Regions from separate parts of the Sus scrofa genome. Here regions 1 and 3 are each linked to region 2. A link is a contact called in public promoter capture Hi-C data. All regions are on one chromosome and are shown on one strand. Each heading gives the region's core, a stretch centred on a gene start, on an enhancer-like site or on the middle of the called end of the contact. The rest is flanking DNA. Distances are from core to core; before and after follow the strand shown. Region 1 holds the start of CCDC155 (protein KASH5). Region 2 holds the start of CPT1C (carnitine O-palmitoyltransferase 1, brain isoform). Region 3 holds the start of ALDH16A1 (aldehyde dehydrogenase family 16 member A1).

Region 1 (3,989 bases), core at 242-2,741, 260 kb after region 2:
GCCACAACTCCCTTGAAAACGTTTCTGAATGATGCACGGTCCCTGGGCTCCCACACTGCCCTGGGGCACTAACATCCTTGCTCTATCAGCTTGTATTTGAACTGCTGGCCTCCGCTGTGAGTCTGACCCCTGTCTCTCTCCAGCTCCCAGCCCTTCCATGGCTCCCTAGTGCCCTCAGCCCCTCTCTCTTCATCCCAGCTTCTTAGGCTGGTGTGACACAGACTGGTCCCTGCAGCTCCTGGCTTCTGTCACCCTTCTCTCCACTGGCCAACCTCTAGGTCCCTCACTCTCATCATGGCCTATGGAGACCCAGCATTCTCTGGACCCAGCAAACTCCTCTGGGGAGCCTTCCCGGAGCCACTGGAGCAGCTAGGGACGCCCTCCTTTGTGCCCTGACGATGCCCTGACGATGACAATGGTGCCCACAGGGCTGAACTGGGCACGCTGGGGCTAATGGTCATCGCAGGGTTGCCTGGGGCCTCTCTGTCCTCACCCCACCCGCACAGCCCCTTTCCTCACCCAGTACTCCCCATACCCCCTTCTCCCTGGTGCCAGGCAGGAGCTACAGCTATGGCATGCACGCTTCCTGGCCATTTTTAGAAGGTCCTAGAAAAAGGGATCTTTGAAGAGAGACCCTTTCAGGGTGTGGACAAGGCGGGGGGGGGGACGGGCGGCGGAAGAGGGTCAATAGTTGTGGGTCCTGTGTGGGGAAGGGTCCCTGAGAGCCTCTGACAGGGTTTGGGGGACACACTCCTGGTGAGGGACCCAGGGAGGCTTTGGGGTCTTGGATGGGGAGATTCTAGCAGGAGGACCTGGGCAGGAATTCTGGGGATATAAGGGGGTCTCTAACTGGATTTCAAGAGGGTCTCTGACTGGATTTCTGGGGAGTCTCTGGGTTTGGGGGGGCGGACATTTCTGACAGGATTTTGGAGGGGAATCTGACATGATTTTTGGTGGATGTGACAAGACTTCTGGAGATCTCTGGGAGGACCTTGGGGGCTTTCTAGTAGGATTTACAGAGGGAGTGAAATGGGACTTCAGGGGGGCTCTCTGACAAGCTCTGAGGGGGAAGACTACAGAATTTCTAGAAGATTCTGACGCGATTTCAGGGGTCATCTATAAGATTTCGGGGGGGTTCCTTTCAGTATTTCTGAAGGAATTTGGTCAGGATTTCAACAAGGCTTTTTACAAGGCTTGGGAGGCTTCTGCATTGGGGCTCTAGCCTATGATTTGGGGGCTTCGCTAGTCAGGAGGAGTTCTGACGCGGCTACTCTGGGGAACCTCGCTAAGGCCGGAGCGCACCTGAGGCCACGGCCCAGTCTCGGGACACAGCTGAAGGCCACGAACGGGACAGTCTCGGGACACAGCTGAAGGCCACGAACGGGAAAAGGCAGTTGGGTCGTGAGGAGACGCGCGTGCGCTCTTCCCGCCAGAAAAAGCGAAGAAACAGAGGCGTGACCGAGAGCGAACGCGGTGCCTAAGCCACGCCCCTCCCGGGCTCCTCCCCCGACGCAGGCGCACACCGGGGCGAGGCGCGCGCTCATGCAGGTACCAGCAAGGCTGCGCATGCGTAGAGATGCCCGCGGGCGAGCCCCGCCTGGTGGGGCGGGGCGGGGCGGGGCGGGCGCATGCGTATTGGCCGAGCGTCTAAGGCAGAAGGGGTTCCCAACTGAGAGGAGGCGGCGGGGTCACCTACGTCCCCTGTACTGGGTCTTCTCTGTGGGCTCAAGTTTCGGTGAAACGGACCCCAGTGAGGGAGAGCTGTTATGAGCCACCAAGTTTTGCCCTCTGTTCAATGCTGGGCTGCCGGTCACCGTCACAATGCCGTCCTGCCTCACCCCTCCGGAGCCGTTTTGGGGCTCCAGTCACGAAGGGGTCATAGATCCCCGAAGAATTTTTTCCCAAACCGTTTAATTCATTCCCTTTCGGAGAGAGTGGAGAAAAAATACCTTCAGCTTTTCTGGCTAGAGAGAGGAAGAGGATTACAGCCCAGATTGACTCCCTGGGAGGGGCATTTGGGATAAAAGATGTTATGCCCACTCGGCCTCTTTGCTAGCCCAGACAGAGAAAAGGCATCCTTTTTCTTTAATTTTTATTTTTTGCCTTTTGTCTTTTTAGGGCTGCACCCCGAAGCATAGGGAGGTTCCCAGGCTAGGCGTCGAATCGGAGCCTACGCCACTGCCACACCAGATCTGAGCCGGGTCTGCGACCTTACCACAGCTCACGGCAACACCGGATCTTTAACTGAGCGAGGCCAGGGATGGAACCTGCATCCTCATGGATGCTAGTCATATTCCTTTCCGCTGAGCCACGACAGGAACTCTGAAAAGGCATCCTTTTGCATCCTCTTCTCCATCTCACCATCATGCGTTCAGCGGTCACTTCCTAAGAGAGGCCTTCCGCTGACACACTGTCTACACTTCAGATCCTCATCTCTATCCACTTACTGTTTTTTAGTGGTCCTCGTGGCACGTCTCACCATGTGATCTACTCTAAGTTTGTGCACTGTCACCTCCCTCCGCCCCCACTCCCCACCGCCTCCCCCGTTGTGAGCTCTTAGCAGTAAGAAGTTGTTTGGGAACCAAAACATAGCTGGTCCAGTGTGTACACCCCAAAATTTTTTGTTGAATGAATGAACGAATGGATGGACAGTATCCTTGCCTCTGAACTGCTGGGCAGTGTAGAGTGATAAGACCAGAGTCAGACATTCTTGGGTTTGAATTTTGGCTCCATCGCTTCCTTCCCGTAACCTCAGTTTTCCTCCCAGAAATGGAGATAACAATTGCTTCTCAGGTTACCTCAAGGACTTAAGGTGGTAATCCTTGTTAATTGATGGTTATTATTTTGGCTATTAGATGGTGGTTTGTTAAAAATCTGGGAAAGAACCTGTTTGGTAGGTGATGTGGTGAGTGGTGAAAAGCATGAGATGTGGAATGAGACAACCCAGCGCCATTGCTGTGTGACTTTGGCAAGTGATTTCACCTCTCTGAACCTTCAGCATCTTCCCTAAAATAAGAACAAATAATACCCACCTCAGTGGTCTTATGAGATTCAAAAGAATGTTTGCCACGTGTTTTCTTGGCAGTGGCTCTCAAGTGGTGGACCCTGTTAACTTTATTAGTATGATGTAATTCTTTCATTTTATTCCTTCAGTATTCCTTGCTTTTTCTTTTTCTTTTTTTTCTTTTTCTTTTTTTTGAGGAAGTTAATTTTGTGAAAACTAAAATAATTAAAAAACTGTTTTAGGAGTTCCCATTGTGGCTTAGCAGAAACGAATCTGACTAGCATCCATGAGGATGTAGTTTCTTTTTTTTTTTTTTTTTGTCTTTCTGCCTTTTCTAGGGCCGCTCCCGCGGCATATGGAGGTTCCCAGGCTAGGGGTTGAATCAGAGCTATAGCCGACGGCCTACACCAGAGCCACAGCAACGTGAGATCCGAGCCACCACGTCTGCGATCAACACTGCAGCTCACAGCAATGCCAGATCGTTAACCCACTAAGCAAGGCCAGGGATTGAACCCACAACCTCATGGTCCCTAGTCAGATTCGTTAACCACTGCGCCAGGATGGGAACTCCCATGAGGATGTAGTCTCGATCCCTGGCCTTTCTCATCGGCTTAAAGATCCAGCATTGCTGTGAGCTGCGTCGTAGGTCAAAGATGTGGCTCGGATCTGGCGTTGCTGTGGCTGTGGCATAGGCCAGCAGCTACAACTCCAATTCAACCCCTAGCCTGGGTCTGCAGTAGCGTAGGCTCCACTTCGACCCTAGCCTGGGAACCTCCATAGGCCGTGGGTATGGCCCTAAAACGACAAACAACAACAACAAACAAACCTGTTTTATAGTCACATACGTAAAGTGCTAAATCTTGTTGTAGCTCAATTACATTTTTATAGAGTAATGCTTTAATGAAACCACCCAAATTAAAAAAAGAATATTACCTGCAGCACAGAAGCCTTCACACCTCCTCCTAATCACTACTCTCTAAAGGTG
Region 2 (3,813 bases), core at 890-3,389:
AGCCAGCTGAGCGGGCTGGCAGGGAACACACCTATGAGAAAGTCGTTCTGCAGAGAGGAGAGAGCACCTATTCAATCACTTATCCCATCTGCTGAGCACCATTCTTAATCTTTTTTGATCATTTTATTTTTTGTCTTTTCTAGGGCTGCACCTGCAGCACATGGAGGTTTCCCAGGCTAGGATCAAATAGGAGCTGTAGCTGTGGGCCTACGCCAGAGCCACAGCAACAGGATCCAAGCCGCGTCTGTGACCTACACCACAGCTTACAGCAACTCCAGATCCACAACCCACTGAGCAAGACCAGGGATTGAACCCGCAATCTCATGGTTCCTAGCCGGATTCGTTAATCACTGATCCACGACGGGAACTCCATTTTTATTTTTAATTTATTTTTTATTTTATTTTTTTGTTTGTTTTTTGGTCTTTTTAGATGCACCAGAGGTAAGGGGAAATTGGTGTTTGTGGGCATGGGGAGAGGGTCCAGGGAGAGAGGAATGAGGGTTCCCAGGAGGTGAGGTTTAGGATCCCAGAAGTAAGCCACGGAGAACCTGGAAATGGCTTTAAAGGGTCCTGGAAGTGGACATCAAAATTCCCAGAAGGGATGACAAGCTCCCAGAAGTGGGACCACCAGGATGCCGGAAGTGGGGCTCCAGCATCCCGGAAGCAGGTAACTGTATTCCCGGAAGGAAACCAAGGCGCAGCCCTCCTCACCCAGAAACGGGAGAGATGCCTTTTCCAGGAGCGCAGTCCGGAGAGGTAGATCTCCTGCAACAATGGGGGACTGAGTTCCACTTCTCCCCCGTCCGAGGTCAGCGGGGGTCGGAAACCCACGGCCTGGTGCGCTTCGGCCATGTCACGCTCCAGCCCTGGGGGTGGGGAAGGACAGACGGTCATTCTCCAGACCCTCCCCTCCGCCCCCGCAGATCCAGGAATATAGGACGCCAGCTTATCCTTCCCTAACCACCTGAGGGGTCGTGAGGGTCCTGGCCTTAGACGCTGGTGTGGGGGGACTTCAACTGAACGCACAGAGAGGCAGGAGGGGTAATTCGCTCTAACCTCTTCTGCGGCTATTCTGAGAACGTGACGGGGACAGTGCCCCCTCCCCAATGGACGTCCAAGATTCGGGGGTCGGGGCGGAAAACCGATTCAATTCAGGGTGAGTTGCGAAGTCTCCGGAAAAACATTAAACCCAAACCCTTTTGAAATGAACACCTGCCGGACGCTGGCATCTTCCACACCATTTCCGTTTCCCCCTCCAGGGAGCTGGGAGGGGAGTGTCGGGAGGGGGCAGCTGGGCGGGGGCTCTCTACCAAGCCATCCTCTCTGGGGTGGTCCAACGTCCCCTCCCCCCCTTCCGGGGCTGAAAGGGATGAGCGGGGGCGGGGCACCCCTACTGCGCATGCCTCGCAGGCAGGGATGCGGAGGCTGAGGGCAGAGGCGAGCGTCGAGGACAGGTGATGGAGAGGCCTGCACTCCCAGCCCGACACAATCCTCCAGCTCCAGCAGAAGCTCGGGCCGCTCTAAGTCCGGCACTTACCACGCTGAGTCAGGGGTCTGCCGATCTGATCCTAGCGGGAGTACACGGGCGACCCCCGATTTAGAGCTCCGGACCCATGCCTCCCACTTGCCTATGTCCAGTTCCAGTGCTACGAGGCCACAACTGGGTCGACGGACCTTCAGAGCTCCTGTCTGCTTCTGACTATCCAACATCCAAGAACCCCAATTTCTGTCTCGCCTTTGCCTCTCCGGATATTCTAGTCCCGGGTTTTATCCCCGCCCCTCCCAATCTTCTCTCTCCGCCCCCTTCGAATTCCAGCGTCCAATCCCCTCCATCCGTTCGATCCCCAGCCCTCAGACTCCTACCCGCCCGATGCTCCACAATTGGGCCGCCCCGGTTCTACGCAGCGCTCTCCGAACCCCGGGTTCTTCGGCTCCCCAGTCCGCTCTTTGTCTTTTTCACTCTTTCTCTTTGAGGAAGGAGGCTCAGCCTGGAACTCGGCCCACGCGCGTGGGAGCCGAGCGAATCTCAGCCCTACCGCTCGGGAGGGAGGAGGGCTGCTTTGGGGTCGGGTTGACCCAGCAAAACCACCCACGGAAAGTGCAACTGCATGGATTGAGTTGGCGTGAAGGCGCTTCACGGCTCGGATTCAAGTTAGGCAGAGCGACTTCCGTGAGGGGAAAATGGTGCATGGATAAAGGGGAGAATATATTAGGGACCAGGCTCAGGCTGGGAGGCCAGAATAGGCACAGACAAGCAGAGACTTGAAACATGGAATTCTCGTATATTTATTCAGCTCTGGACGTTAACATTTTTTGTCCAGCCTGGGTCCGGTGTGCACGTGGGTCCAGCCCAATTGCAGTCTGGGGAGGTGGATGGAGTTAGGGCAAAAGAAACTTGAGGTCACAGCCTCAATACACAGATGGGTAAACTGAGGCCAGGGAAGGCGTAGAGATGTGCCCAATGTCACCCAGCAAGTTGCGCTCTGCGCAGGCTGGGGTCCTGGAGACGCCGCAGGAGTCTGGCCTCCCGCCGCCGCCGCCGCCGCCGCCGCCGCCCGTAGCTGTAGGGGTCCTGAGGCTTGCGGCCAGCCTTCCCTGAGAGCTCCTTGGTGGAGGCAGAACGGAGCCAGTATATGATCTCTGGCAGGCGGTGCGTCTGGCAAGTGCCCAGGGAACACAGGCGCCCGCTCTTTAGGGAAACCTGGTGCCGGGTCAGCCTGGGGATGGAGCGTGGGAGAAGGGCCGATTCAAACAATGCACTCGAGAAATGCGGCCCGATGGGGAGACCCAGAAGTCCGAAACTGGCGGGCCGCGTCTGCAGATCATCTTCCCACCCCACCCATCCTCCCGAGGCACCGACGCGGAAAGCCGCCTAGAGAGGGCGCATGCCTTTCGCGGTCTTTTTCCCACCCAGTCCCCGCAGCCACCAGCGTTTCTCACCTGCCCGCGGAGTCTGGGTCCCCCAGGATGGAGGAAGCAAAGAGCCACAGCAAGAGGATATGGGCGGTCATCGTAAGGGGCTGGGGGGGGGGAACCCCTCGAGTCGAGCGGCTCCTCCGGGGTCCGGCCCCGCCCAACTCCCCGGGTCTGGAGAATCCCCCGAGCGCCTGCTTTAGCGCGAGGACTCAGGGCGTCCCCACTTCTCAGGAGGAAAAAACTGAGGCCGAAAGAGCCACACCACGCCAGAAGGGAAGGATTTAGGAGCCAGACGCCCACCTTCCGCACCGTGGGTACGGAGCCCTCACGGGTGTGCGGGTCCCGCCGCGATGCGGCCTATGCCCCTGGGAGGCCTCGGGAGACGCGACCCCTTTAAGGCGCAGGAAGGAGGGGCGGGGCGGCCGACACCTGCAAGCGGCCACCGACGCAGCTGCGAGGCTTCCAGGAAGGGGTGGAGGCAGGGCAGCACCTCACCCTCTCATCTGCTGGGGACCTGAGTAGCCCAGAAGCTGGAGAGACCGCAGTCTTAGGGGACAGACGATCGTTCTCGGGGGGAGGGGGGGGGGGGCTGGGCAACGTGGGACATTGGCAATTGGGACAGATGGCAAAGGGAGGCCCCAAGGTTGCAGAGGAAGTGTGGGCTCTGGCATGGTCACCATCCTGGGAGAGGGATGGGTGGAGCTGAGCATGAGGGGCAGGCGGCCTTGACACCCCAACCAGGGCCACGGACAGTGTGTCTGGGGAGTGTGTCTTGAGTGATCCAGGTCCTGAAGCTGGGGGACCAGTGACTCTGGACAAGGCCCGGAGAAAGGAAGGGCAGGCAGGGGCATTGCCATGGCCTTGGCAGAGACTGAATAGAAAGCCCCCCAGGAAGCT
Region 3 (3,913 bases), core at 1,406-3,905, 200 kb after region 2:
GCTCATGGCACTGCCAGATCCTTAACCCACTGAATGAGACCAGGGATTGAAGCCACATCCTCATGGATACTGGTTAGATTTGTTTCAGCCACGCCATAATGGGAACTCCTCAATTATCTCTCCACTATGAGGTCCCTGTCTCCAGACTGGAGGGCCAAGCACAGTTGCATTTGTCTCCTGCACGTGACCTGAGGTCCTCAGGTCTCTCTCATTCTCAGCATGTGATAACCAAGCCCAGGGCCCTTTCCCAACCTTTCTGATACCCTCTTCCTTCTGGGTTCATCATGGAAAGTGAGGTGGGAGGACAGGGATTGAGCCAGATCGGAAACCATGTACCAGACCCTAAATCTTTGGGTTTTGAAGCAAAAGACCTTTCCTTTAGCCTCCCCTCAGTCTCAAAAGGCTGACTCAAGGAGTTCCTGTTGTGGCTCAGTGGTTAACGAATCTGACTAGGAACCATGAGGTTGCAGGTTCGATCCCTGTCCTCGCTCTGTGGGTTAAGGAGCCGGTGTTGCCGTGAGCTGTGGTGTAGGTCGCAGACGCAGCTCGGATCTGGCATTGCTGTGGCTCTGGCATAGGCTGGCAGCTACAGCTCTGATTAGACGCCTAGCCTGGGAACCTCCATAAGCCACGGGTGCAGCCCTAGAAAAGGCAAAAAAAAAAAGACAAAAAAAAAAAAAAAAAAGGCTGACTCAAGAGTTAACGATTGGGAAATAAAACCAGTTAAAACAGTCTCCATTATGTTATGTCCTACCTTGGCCCACTAACTTCTTACTAATATTTACTTTCTATTATTTATATATTTCTTTTTCTTTTTTTTTTTTTTTAAGGGCCAAACCCACAGCATATGGAAGTTCCCAGGCTAGGGGTTGAATCAGGGCTGTGGCTGTTGGCCACAGCCACAGCCACGCCAGACCTGAGCTGCGTCTGCAACTTACACCACAGCTCATGGCAATGCTGGATCCTTAACCCAGTGAGCGAGGCCAGGGATCGAACCTGAGTCCTCACGGATACTGGCCGGGTTACCACTGAGCCATGACGGGAACTCCTAATACTTTCTAATTATCTTGCACCTAGTGTCCGGTTTTTCACAAATGATCTCTTCCTTGCTAACTGCTTTCTTTTACTCACGGTTACTTTCTAGAGTTATATTGCGCCTAGTGTTTTCTCTTCTAATTCAAGCACTAACACCCCTTCCCTGTAAGCAATCTTCAGTCCACAGAGGTCAAGGAATGATAAGCACGAAGACAACCAGAAACCATCACGGGACCCGCTGATGCCGGCCTTGATGACACTGAAATGATCTATGGGTGCGAGTAACAAGGACCCCTCAATCAATAACCCTGACTCCCGAGCTAAACCTGTAAAACTCCTTGATATCCCCTCTCCAGGCAGGGCATGGTTTTGTGGCATCAGCCTGCTGTGTCCTCCTTTGCGTGGCAAAGCAATAAAGCTCTTTGTTCCCTTCCTTAAAACTGTCTCCGAGGACTTAATTGGGACTTAAATCCGAGGCCACATTTTCAGCCACAGACCCGCGGCCTTGTCCCTGCCCTCTCAACACGCAAACCCTGTCCCTCCTGCGTCTCTGCCTCACTCCCTCCTCTCCATCTCCAGAGCCTACGGCAGGCTCTGGTCTCACCATTATTCCAACCTCCTTCTTTCCCTCCAGGAAAGGCCAAGCTTCTCACGCCCGGGCGCTAGAGGGCCCTGTGCCTTCATGATGGCCCCGTGGGGGAATGCTGAGGGTAGTTACAGAAAATTCGAGGCACCCTACTTTTATAGGGAACCCCAAGAGCGTTCTTGGGGGACCCTGAGGGATCACGGGAGTCTTATGGAAGTCCTGAAGAATACGGAGGGGTCGCGGGAGCCCCATGGGGTTATTCTGAGGGGCTGAAGGTTATTACAGAAAGTTCTGATGTATTCTGGGGTTCTGAGAACTCCCGAGACTATAGGAACCCCACGAGTATTGAGGTGACCCTGAGGAATCACGGCGGCTCCGCGGAGGTTTTGGAGGTCTCTGGTTGATCAAGGGAGCCCCTCCAGGAATTCCGGGGAAACTCGGGAGCCATAGGATGTTCTGAGGAATCAACGGTAAGTCTACACGTGGGTTCTGAGTCCTCGGAAGATCACGGGAGCCCCCCAGGGAATCGCGGGAGGTTATGAGGGGGCCTTGATGAATCACAGGACCCCCTCGGGGGATTCTCGGAAGCACCCTCGGCGAAGCACCACCGTGAATTCTGGACCATGTAACGGGACAGCCACTGGGCCTCATGAGAAGAGACTATCGGGCTGAGGCAGCAACTCTAAGAAGCTCAACAAACCATCCTCCAGGGGTGGGTCCTAAGGAGTGGCGGGAATCGCGGGAGCTGAGAGGGGCGGAGTTACTGAGCTGCCGCGGTGGATCGTGGGAGTCCGCGCGCAAAACTCGGCTCCGAAGACTGGGGAGGGGGATGGGCAGCGCGGGCCGGGCGAGCCCTCACCAGTGCGCATGCGTGGCTCTCCGGCACGGGTCCGTACTCCAGCGTGGTGAAGATCTCGCTGGCGCGGGATCCTGTACACGTCTCGGCCATCGCGCTCCCCCGCCGCTTTCCACCGACTGCAGGGCGCTCTGCCGGAGGAAACCTCGAGGTCCGAAGGGTAGCACCGCCCCCTCCTACCCAAAGGGCGGGGCTATGGGAGATAGAGCGTAACCCCGCCCAGGACCTGGTGACCCCGCCCATGGGTCTGCGCACGGAAGTGTAGTTTGGATCATGCGCAGTCCTCAGAGCGGGGCGAATGGGGAACGAAAGTGTGAGTGACTTCAAATAGTTGTGAGAGCTCCAGCGTCTCGCTATCCTGTTTGTGTTGGATACCGGAATTGCAGTTTTTAGTCCTAAATACATTTTATCGAGAATAGAATCTAGTTCTGGAACGAGGTGGTTGTTCAGAGGTCAAAAGAGAGTCTTAGGATGGACACTGAAATTAATGTTTTTTTTTTTTTTTTTTTGTCTTTTTGCTATTTCTTGGGCCGCGCCCGCGGCATATGGAGGTTCCCAGGCTAGGGGTCAATCGGAGCTGTAGCCACCGGCCTACACCAGAGCCACAGCAACGCGGGATCCAAGCCGCGTCTGCAACCTACACCACAGCTCACGGCAACGCCGGATCCTTAACCCACTGAACAAGGCCAGGGATCAAACCCGCAACCTCATGGTTCCTAGTCGGATTCCTTAACCACTGCGCCACGACGGGAACTCCATGAAATTAATGTTCTTAAAGTGTGACAGATTTGCCCAGCTACTGGCCGGAGTCGGCTATCCGGAAGGAGCCGGAAGCGTGGCTTGAATCCCGCAGGAAGTGTGGCATTTAGTGACTATCAGGACTTTGTATTGATTGGTTGAGATGAGAGGCGTGGCTTCAGCCTTGGACTAGATTGGTCTGTGATTGGTAACGGAATACAGTTGCAGGATTGATGAAGCGTTGGGGTAGTGTGACTTACTCAAGTTCCTGATTACGCAGGGATCAAAAGAGTGGCTGTAGTTTGCACCTTTGGCACGCAGGACTTAGCATCTAGAGACACTGGCTCTTAAGAGATTTGACGACAGTATCTGGTCTGAGTGAAAGTGTCTCGGGCCAGATTCTCAGGTTTTCATACAGAATAGTGGGTGTCGCGATTTGGTTAAGGGCCCAGGAACTAGTCTCAGAGTTCAGATCCCGCCGATGGTTCCCCCACGCCGGGGTTGCTGAGGACGCCAAGGTCTCTCCCCCAGGGCCATGGCCGACTCGACGTTGCTGGTGCCGGAGCTAAACGAAGCAGAGACGATGGGCACGGAGACGACGCCTTTCGAGGAGCTGCTGCTGCAGGTGCGATTGAACGCACTCCTGGGTCCCTGGGGATTCGGGGAATACATATGTGTGTGTGTGTGTGTGTGTGTCC

What was found. Promoter capture Hi-C pulls out the DNA fragments that hold promoters and counts their contacts.
Region 1: a contact with region 2 is called in a promoter capture Hi-C map of fetal liver, with 3 times the contacts expected there. The contact joins the promoter of CCDC155 here to the promoter of CPT1C in region 2. A contact is called at or near these places in 1 of 5 promoter capture datasets (fetal liver), 6 of 47 Hi-C or Micro-C datasets (alveolar macrophages, heart right ventricle, liver and 2 more) and 2 of 2 datasets of contacts at active chromatin or transcription factors (alveolar macrophages and skeletal muscle).
Region 3: a promoter capture Hi-C map of fetal liver shows a contact between it and region 2, with 2.3 times the contacts expected there. The contact joins the promoter of ALDH16A1 here to the promoter of CPT1C in region 2. A contact is called at or near these places in 1 of 5 promoter capture datasets (fetal liver) and 1 of 2 datasets of contacts at active chromatin or transcription factors (alveolar macrophages).

The regions. Positions count from the first base shown.
Region 1 is chr6:54,474,491-54,478,479 of Sscrofa11.1, reverse strand. CCDC155 (protein KASH5) reads right to left here and starts at 1,491. Exons shown (of 20, transcript XM_005664724.3): 1 at 1,303-1,491.
Region 2 is chr6:54,731,027-54,734,839 of Sscrofa11.1, reverse strand. It overlaps CPT1C (carnitine O-palmitoyltransferase 1, brain isoform), which reads right to left and starts at 2,139. Exons shown (of 19, transcript XM_021094747.1): 1 at 1,864-2,139; 2 at 712-866; 3 at 1-47. ADM5 (adrenomedullin 5 (putative)) reads right to left here and starts at 3,231. Exons shown (of 2, transcript NM_001099939.1): 1 at 2,941-3,231; 2 at 2,302-2,717. The coding sequence starts at 3,011. The coding sequence ends at 2,465.
Region 3 is chr6:54,528,281-54,532,193 of Sscrofa11.1, reverse strand. ALDH16A1 (aldehyde dehydrogenase family 16 member A1) reads right to left here and starts at 2,655. Exons shown (of 18, transcript XM_021094740.1): 1 at 2,481-2,655. The coding sequence starts at 2,570. It overlaps PIH1D1 (PIH1 domain containing 1), which reads left to right and starts at 3,437. Exons shown (of 9, transcript NM_001244978.1): 1 at 3,437-3,840. The coding sequence starts at 3,751.